Regions from separate parts of the Sus scrofa genome. Here region 1 is linked to region 2. Evidence: chromatin contacts called from public HiChIP or PLAC-seq data. All regions are on one chromosome and are shown on one strand. The core of a region is the stretch at or near the end of the contact, and the rest is flanking DNA. Distances in the headings are between cores, read along the strand shown.

The links. HiChIP or PLAC-seq counts read pairs in DNA pulled down with a chosen protein or histone mark.
Region 1: an H3K27ac HiChIP or PLAC-seq map of skeletal muscle shows a contact between it and region 2, with 2.9 times the contacts expected there. The contact joins the promoter of LOC110259558 here to the promoter of L2HGDH in region 2. A contact is called at or near these places in 2 of 2 datasets of contacts at active chromatin or transcription factors (alveolar macrophages and skeletal muscle).

Annotation. Positions count from the first base shown.
Region 1 is chr1:180,590,822-180,595,037 of Sscrofa11.1, forward strand. LOC110259558 reads left to right here and starts at 1,522. Exons shown (of 3, transcript XM_021085051.1): 1 at 1,522-1,805; 2 at 1,879-2,355; 3 at 2,534-2,624. The coding sequence starts at 1,522. The coding sequence ends at 2,314. It overlaps NIN (ninein), which reads right to left. Exons shown (of 34, transcript XR_002346861.1): 3 at 1,367-1,420.
Region 2 is chr1:180,066,376-180,071,033 of Sscrofa11.1, forward strand. L2HGDH (L-2-hydroxyglutarate dehydrogenase, mitochondrial) reads right to left here and starts at 2,793. Exons shown (of 10, transcript XM_001926818.5): 1 at 2,551-2,793. The coding sequence starts at 2,690. It overlaps ATP5S (ATP synthase subunit s, mitochondrial), which reads left to right and starts at 2,782. Exons shown (of 5, transcript XM_013993389.2): 1 at 2,782-2,932. The coding sequence starts at 2,797.

The DNA of each region.
Region 1 (4,216 bases), core at 272-2,771, 520 kb after region 2:
CAAGGAATCACCAGAGACCAGATGAAAATAAACAAACCTGCAAACAAACTTCACAGTTCTCTTCACCGCCTTAAGTACACTGACAACAGCAGAGGAGACCCTAACAAATTGTTTTATCAGCCAGCCTGTAATGCAACTGTTACACAGTCTGGGAATTTTCACAGCCCCTTTCAACTCCACAGCAAGACCTTTCAATATTTCAGGTCAGTACACTAGCTACTAAGGAAGACTCTAGATAAAATTAACATGACACAGAAAAAAAAAAAAAATCCTTGCAGACTGTCAAGCCTCAGGAAACAAGTAAACAGATATAAATTTATGTTAATGTATTTAAGGGAGCCACAGTGAAAATCATCCATGGTTTCAGAGGCTTAGCCTGTGTACCTTGGTGAACTTTATTAGGATTCTAATCGTAAAAAGCTACCACATCTGTCATAAAAGACTACCATGCAATCTATTTTGATTTCACAAATTCAGGAGTTAAGTTGCATGGCAAGGCTGTCTTAGGAATTCAACACCAGGAGGGGATCTGTCCCAGTTAAGTAAAGAAAGCAGAAGATCTCATAATAGCTAAGTTGTCTAGAAACAAGGTTGACGGTAGGACGATTTTTCCAGTTCCCATTTTATTGGCACCCTAGCCCTGGTTTGTCAGGGCTGAGGCTGGGAAATTGCCTCTTCCCATTGCTCCCTCTCTTTCAACTTCACAGAAAGAGCTCTGAGCAGTAAACTGTTTCCATCAGCTCTGTCCTTTTGTCAAGGACCGGTTTGGTAGCTGCAGAATCCCAGCCCCTGGAACCCAAGAAGCTACTCCCTCAATATTTCCATTCTGCGGGTCTGGCGGTCCAGGCTTTCAAGCAATAATGGAGTGTCTTTCCGTTCTTCTCCTTTTCTTAGTAATTGCACTGGGGAAATCCTTCTCTCTGCAATGATTCCGCACACCTTCTATAATTCCCACTTAACTGACGGCCATCAGCTCTCCGCTACTCAGCCTAGGCTAACACCTCAGGGTTCCCTAGACAGGTTTCACTTCAGTTTCTCAGCCACAGGGCTGCCCGGGTGGCACAAGGCAACCGAATAACCGCCCCTTCTGCTCCCTCCCGGACTCAAGTCCGCTCCTCGACCATCACACAGCAGCTGCTTTCAGCTGGCAGCTGCGGGCCGGGACCACGCAGGCAGCGAAGGTGCCCAGACCCCGCTGCGCTGCAGACCCGGGAGGTGAGGTGCGGCCGGTGCGGGGGCGCGTCGCCCAGGTCCCCGGCAGCCTGCGAAGCGGATGCGCCCCCGACTCGCCTGCCCTTCACCACCCCCAGAAACCTCACTGGGTCCCCAGGAAGCAGGTCTCTCGGCCCCCGCCATCCTCGCCTACCTTCTGTCGGCCTCTCCGTCGCGTCCGCACAGCCGGCCGCCTGCCTCCAGTGCTCTGCAAAGCGGGGGAGGACGCTTTGTTAGGGCTCGGGGAGCGGGACAATACTTCGCAGCCGACGCCGGGGTTCCGGGCGGGCGTCCTTCAAAAGGACGCGAATGGGGACCCGCACGAGCGTCATTTCCATATGTAAGGAGCCAGCGCTCACAAAAGCGCGGCTCCCGGAGGCTGCGGCGCGCATCCTCCACGCCCGCCCGCTCGCCCCCCGCCCGCGCAGCCCGCGCTCCTTGACCTGCCCCTCCTCCGCCGCCCACGCCGCCCCCTCCCCGCCTCGTCCCGCGGGAGCGCCCCGGACCGAGTCGGCCGCCACCCCCTGCTCCCGGCCCGCGGGGACAGCCACCGCCGAGCCCTGGCCTCAGAGGGGAAACCCCAGCCTGTCACGGTGCCGGGGCCGCCCCGGAGCACAGGGCCTCGCCGAAGCGCGGGGGCAGCCCGAGGCCTCTGCACACCCCCAGGCCGCGGGGCGGGGGTCCCCGGGAGAGAGCTCTGCGCTTACCGCGTCCCGGGGCTCAGGCGGCCGGCGCCGCCGCGGGGACCATGACCGCGGGAGCACTCGAGCTCGGACGCGGCGGCGGTGGCAGCGGGATAGCCGCGCCCAGCGCGCTCGGCTACCCGCTCGGCTGCGGCCACCCGAAGCTTTGGACGCCGGGGAGGAAGGGCCAGGCCCCGCGCGGGGAGGAGGAGCTAGGGCGACGCCGGCCAGGGCGCGGCTCCTCCTCCGCGGCCCGCGCAGCTGGGGCCGCTGAGGGAGGAGCGCCGGGCGCCGCCCTGACACTTGCAGGGGTCCGTCTCCCACGCGCTCCACCACCTCTGCGACTCGGGTGGCCGGAGCACCGCGGAGCCCGGTCCCGTTTTGTCTGGGACGCTGGGGCTGTCGCCTGGGAGATTTGAATTTGAAAACGCCGCGGCTCGCGGGAGCCCAGGCGGAGGAGGTCAGCGCCCTGAGGTCGACCCCCCTGCCCAATAGCCTCTCCTTTCTTCCAAAGGGAGCGCACACACCCCTCTGCGCCTACAACACCTGGCTGGCGACGTCTCCGGGTCGGGGAATGGTCCCTACCTCCAGCCCGTGGAACCTCAGGGTGGAGATTCAGGTGCCTCTCTTGCCCCCAGGAGGCCTTGGATTACTCAGCCCTCGAGCGTCCATTGGCGGTCATTGGAAGAGGGGTCCAGGAGGTGGAAGAGCTCCGGACTTGACTCTGAACCTTATGGAGCAAATGCGACCCTCTTACCAGGTTTAGACTGGCTTCCTTACCTGCCACCTGTCCTTTTAGGCTCCCTCCCTCCCGCTATCCAGCCTTCCCCGGGTACATCCAACCCTCGGTCGGTCAATAGCCACAGAGGACAGAAACTCCTTGGCGTTGCTCAGCATTTACTGGCTCCTCCCTCCTATCCCTACTCCTCTGGCTCCCCGAGTCTCTGCTTCTCACTCCCCTCATCCCTACACCCCTGACCTGGATGCAGACAGGATCCCAGTCCAAGCCTAGAGGTGTCAGCGGTGGGCCGGAGGTGACACCACTGTTCTCTCTTTAGGCTGCGGGATTGAATGTGTTGCCCTTGAAGAAGGAGACACCTGATTTATTATAATACACAAGCCTGGTTAGCTCAGCAAGAAACTAGAGAATGCTCCCCTGCTACTGAAAGAACAAGGGATAGACAGGAAAGAAACTACCAGTTATTGAGAATCCAGTGTGCTGCAAACTCTACAGGATGAACTTACCTAGTCCTCACACCACCCTTAGGTGGCAGACGTTTTTATATCCATTTTGCAAATGAGGAAATTGGGCCTCAGAGAAGTGAAGGAATTTGCTCAGGACCACATAGCTAGTTGGCAGAGCTGAGATTCAAAAGCAGATCACACGTGACAAAATTGCATAGATCTAAATATATACTCACACAAATGAGGAGTGAATGTAAAACTGGTGACATTTGAATAAACCCCTAGGATTGTACTGATGTCAATGTCGTGGTTGTGATATTATACTACAATTATGCAAAATGTTATCATGGGGGGAAATAGGGCAAAAGGTCTATAAGGGGTCTTTCTGCATTATTTCTTACAAATTAATGTGAATCTACAGTTAACTTGAAGTTTTAGAGGAGTTCCCTGGTGGTCTAGTGGTCAGGATTTGATTTTAGTGCTTTCACTGCTACTGCCCAGGTTCAATCCCTGAACCTGGGAACTGAAATTCCACATCAAGCCACTGCATGCCACCAAAAAAAAAAAAAAAAAAGTAAGAGGAAAAGAAAATAAAAATGAAAAACAAAGTTCTGTGAGTTCCCCCTGTGGTGAAGTGGAAATGAATCCGACTAGGAACTATGAGATTGTGGGATTGATCTGGCCTCGATCAGTGGGTTAAGGATTTGGCACTGCCGTGAGCTGTGGTGTAGGTCACAGATGCGGCTTGGATCCCACACTCATGCACTTTATGTGTGGATGTTCAGTCCAGTAATAATTACACAACACACATGCATGCCATTTGTTATGGGAATAGCTAACCTGTTATCAGATTCCTTATGTAGACATCATCTTATAAGAGAGTATATTCACTGAGGGCTTAAACAGCCAACAGTCTTAGAAGGTAAGAAAGAAGAGATGTTTTTTCTTATTAGAGACCCAATCTTGCCATGGGAGCTCATCCTACAAGTTCTCCAAGTTGTTTTTTGTTTTTTGTTTTTTGGTTTTGTTTTTTTTTTTTTTGCCACATCCACAGCATACTGAGGATCCTGAGCCAGGGATTGAATCCAGGCTGCAGCTGTGATCTATGCCATAGCTGTGGCAACACTGGATCCTGC
Region 2 (4,658 bases), core at 1,543-4,042:
ATATTTCAATACATTATTTCCAAAAGGGCTCTTTAAAAGGCACACACAATGCTGTTACTTTTTTTTTTTCTTTCTTTCTTTTTACAGCTACACCTGCATCAGATGGAAGTTCCCCGGCCAAGGGTGGAATCAGAGCTGCAGCTGCAGGCCTACGCCACAGCCACAGCAACAGTGGATATGAGCTGCATTTGCGACCTATGTTGCATCTTGCGGCAACACAGGATCCTTAACCCACTGAGCGAGGTCAAGGATCAAACCCCGTATCCTCAAGGACGCTATGTCAGGTTCTTAACCTGCTGAACCATAATGGGAACTCCAATGTTGTTATTCTAACTAAAAAAAAATTATCAGTTTTTCATTATCATCAAACATTCACACTAAAAATTTGAGAAGAAAACAGGAGAAAATCTTTGGTATCTAGGGCTAGATGAAGTGTTCACACCAAAAGCATGATCCATAAAAGAAAAAAATTGATAAATTGCTCTGCAAATGACCCTGTTAAGAGGGTAAGAGGACAACAAATAAATTGTGAGAAAACACTTATTTGTGAACTATATAGCTGACAAAGGACTCATTTCTCATATACATAAAAAACAAACAAGTCATTTAGAGAACAGGCAAAAGATATAAGCAAACATTTCATCATAAAGAATAGATATGATGGCAATAAAGAACATGAAAATACGCTCAGTACCTTCAGTCATTAGGGAAATGCAAACTAAAACTACAATAAGGTATCACCAGACCCCTTTCAGAATGGCTTTTTTTTTTTTTTAAGTGATAACTAAACATTGATGAGGATGAGAGGAACTAGACCAACCACACATTGCTGGTAGGAATGTAAAACAGTACAGCCATTCTGGAAAAAGAGCATGGCAGTTTCCTCAGAAACTATACCTGTGCGTACTACACGTCTTAGCAATTGCACTCTTTGGAATTTATCGCAGAGAAATGAAAACTTAATGTGCCTACAAAAATCTGTACATGTGTTCATAGCAGCTTTATTCATAATAGTCAAAACTGGAAATAGCCCAGATACCATTCAACTGGTTAAGCAAAGTGTAATACATCTAACACCACAGAGTGCTACTCAACAATTAAATGGAACCCACTATCAACACAGGCAACACCTTGGATTGATTGCAAGGATATTACGCTGTGTGAAAAAAGCCAATCTCAAAAGGTTACGTATTGTGTAATTCCACTTACATAACATTCTCAAAATTACCAAACCATAGAGCTAAAAATTTGTGGTTGCCAATGGTGAGAAAAGGTGGAGAGATGAGGTGTGAACACAAAGGGGTGGGTAACAAAATCTCTGTACTGATGGAACATTTGTTTCTTAATTGTGGTGGCAGTTACCCAAATTAACACATGTGATTAAACTGCATAGAAACACACACAAATACACAAATGAGTGCATTTAAATGATGAAATCTGAACAAGGTCTATGGATTGTACCAACGTCAATTTCCTAGTTTTGATACTGTATTACAGTTATGTAAGATGTTATTATTGGGGTAAATTGGGTGAAAAAGGCTACATGAGTACTCTCTGCTCTTTTTAAACTTCCTATGGATCTTTAATTACCTCAAAATAAAAAGTATAAATGAAACTTCACTCACCTTACTTTTCTTCTCTTAAGAAAAAGTTCCTAAAAGAACTGTCTACATACCCACACGATGAATCACTAAATCCTATTCCACTCTAACCCCTCTCCAATCTACTAATACATAGCAGCCAGAGTCAACTTTTGAAACATCAACATTTAATCACTTCTTAGAAATCCTCTAAAAGACTCCTAGCGGTCTTAGAACAAGGTTTCATACATAGTTAACACAAAAACCCTGCTGTGGTGCAGCCCCTCTCCACACGGTCTCTGTTCCTCTAAGCTCCAGTCACACTGATCTTGCTCACATTCTAGTTCTCTCAACAACCAAGAACTTTCCAGCTTTGAAACCTTCGCATAAACCATTCCCTCTACAGATAGCAGAGAAAGTCTCCAAACTTCGAATCACAGGATGCTGAATTCTGCAGGGTTTGCCTAGCAACTAACTGAGCTGCTTCTCACAGGGGCAACTCTATGCAGCATGTGTGTGCCAAGAACTGATTTAAGACCGGTTTCAGACCTTCCAAGTAAAACCATGGAGGCCAGCGAATAAACAGCCTATTTGATTGTTTACAGTGTGCTAGGTCCTTTAATCCCGCAAACGACCACCTACGCAATAGACTAGGATCCTATTCACAGCTGAGCCTTTAAGGAGCTTAAGTAACCCTCCCAGAGTGGACTAGGAGGTGGTGGATTTGTATTCAAAGCCTCAAGTATTCTTGACCTCTACTCAACACTGCCTTTCTTACTCTTTTCCTCACAGACACTACGAACGATTCCAGCAGGTAGCTCCTGGGATCAGAGGTTGGAGCCCGGGCTGCACAAGATCTCGACCTTCTCTCGCGCCTAGGACAGGGAAACAGAGCAAGGGCAGAGGTCCAGCACCAGGCACTTCTGAGAGAAGCAGCGCAAGCGGCGGGGGCGGGCCAGCGGCTACTCACCTGGTGCTGGCTCTGCGGCCACCTTGGCACAACAGCCAGAGGTTCCCTGGCGCGGGCGCGCCAGCAGCGAGGAAGCCTCCGGAGAAAGCCCCGCGGGCACGTCCGTAGACGCTGCCCAGGTAACGCAGCGCCGGCACCATCACCGGTGCCCCACTCCTACCCTGCCTCAAGCCCCAGAAGCGGCCCTGGATCCCAGCACTGCCCAAGTCCCAGTGCTGTCTAGCCCCGCCTCTTGCGCAGGGGCCAATGAGAGGCGCGCCTTTGCCTCACGTGGGAGCCGCCATTAATGGCCAATGGGCGCGCGCGGCAAAGGGCGAAGGGCAGGCCGGCGCTACCGTAGACGCCAGGGACGCTCACTCGCTCCCTCCCTCCCTTCGACGCTGTGAGTAAGGAGCTAGTCCCCGAGCGGGGCGGGACTAGGGGGTGGTTACGCTCTGCCTTTTCCCTTCTGCCCTAGCTGGGCAGACTGAAAATCTGGCGTGCCGACTCTCGCGTCCTCGACTTCGCTGCCGAGTGGACTCGGGGCCGCGAGAGAAAGTCGGGGGATGATTATGGAAAAAATTTTGGTTTGGGCAGGCCCAACAACCTCCCTTTTCTAGGCCCCGCCTTCTCAACCTCCCTCTGTCTGCGACTCTCGAAGCCCAGCCCCGCGTCACTCAAGGCCCCGCCCCGCACCGGAGGCCCCACCCCCTCTCAACCCCTCTCCACGTCACTCAAGGCCCTTTGCTGGGCACCGCAGTCTCCCACCCACGTAGGGGCGCTCGCTGCCCCGCCCTAGCTTCATTCGAACCGAGGGTCTGTCATGGCAACGCCTGTTAGCCTGCAGTTTCCTGGACTTCTATATATGGGCCTCCTAGCGCGTCATTCTTTCAGTCATTTATTGGTCCTTTAAATATTAAGAGGCTTGGTGAACCAGAGGGCTTGGTCTCTATAATTATTTAGCAATCTGTTTCCTTTTCTTAAATCCTGGACCGAGATACAGTTTTAAATATGCTGTGCGGGGCTAAGAATAGCGACTCACCTGTGCAGGTCACTTCAGATCTGTTTATCTGTAAAATGAAGGAAGTGGACTATGTGATCTTTGAAAGACCTTTGTAAAACTACGTGATTCTGTATCGCTATGCCTGTTTATCGCTATGCTCCCTATGCTTGATGGAAGTTTTTAATCTTTAGGGTCAGGACAGCTGAAGGGAACGAAAATAGAATGATGTAGCCTTATTGCTGGAAGGGCTTGATACCTCTCTGAATTTGGCTCCACTTATTAATCAGGTAGCTTGGGGAAGTCATTTCACCTCTTCGCCTCAGAACCTCCTCTGTGAACTAGGAGTTCTCCCTCATAGGGCTTTTTTTGCAGATTATATGATATAAGGCTTATCAGATGTTTAGCACAGAAAAGTGTTCAATAAAATGATGGCTTTTGTTATGTTTAAATGGTTTTATCACCTGGACAGTTGTACATATTTTCTTTATTTGTGAAGACATTGTGGAATGTTACCTGCTCGTTCATCACAAATGAAAAAAAAAGAAATAGTTTTTAGTTCGATTTTTCATTTTGAGCTAATTGTAGATTCCCATGTAGTTGTAAGAAACAGTCAAGTGATAACATCTTCTAAAATGATCATACAATATCACAACCAGGAAAATGACATCGACACAGGCCATGGATCTTATTCAGGTACCCCTCGTTTTACATGTATGTATGTAGTTCTGAATACTTCTATGGCATATGTATGTAGATTCTTGTATCCACAAGTCAAGCTGTAGCACAGTGCCATCACCACCAGGATCCCTCTGCTGGCGGGACACCCTCTTCCCCTTTCTCTTCTCCCTCTAAAGTTTTGTTATGTCAGGAATGTTATAATAAATGGAATTATATAGTATGTAATTTTCTGGAATTGGCTTTTTCACTCGGTGTAATCCCTTGAGTTCCATCCAAATTGTTGCATGTATTGATAGTTTATTCTTTATTACTGAGTAGTAGTTCATGGTATGGACATAACACAGCATGTTTAACCATTCACCCATTGAAGCTCTTTTTCAGTTCACCCATTGAAGCTCACCACATGTGAGCTCTTTCTAGTTTTTAGCTATTTCGAATAAAGCTGCTG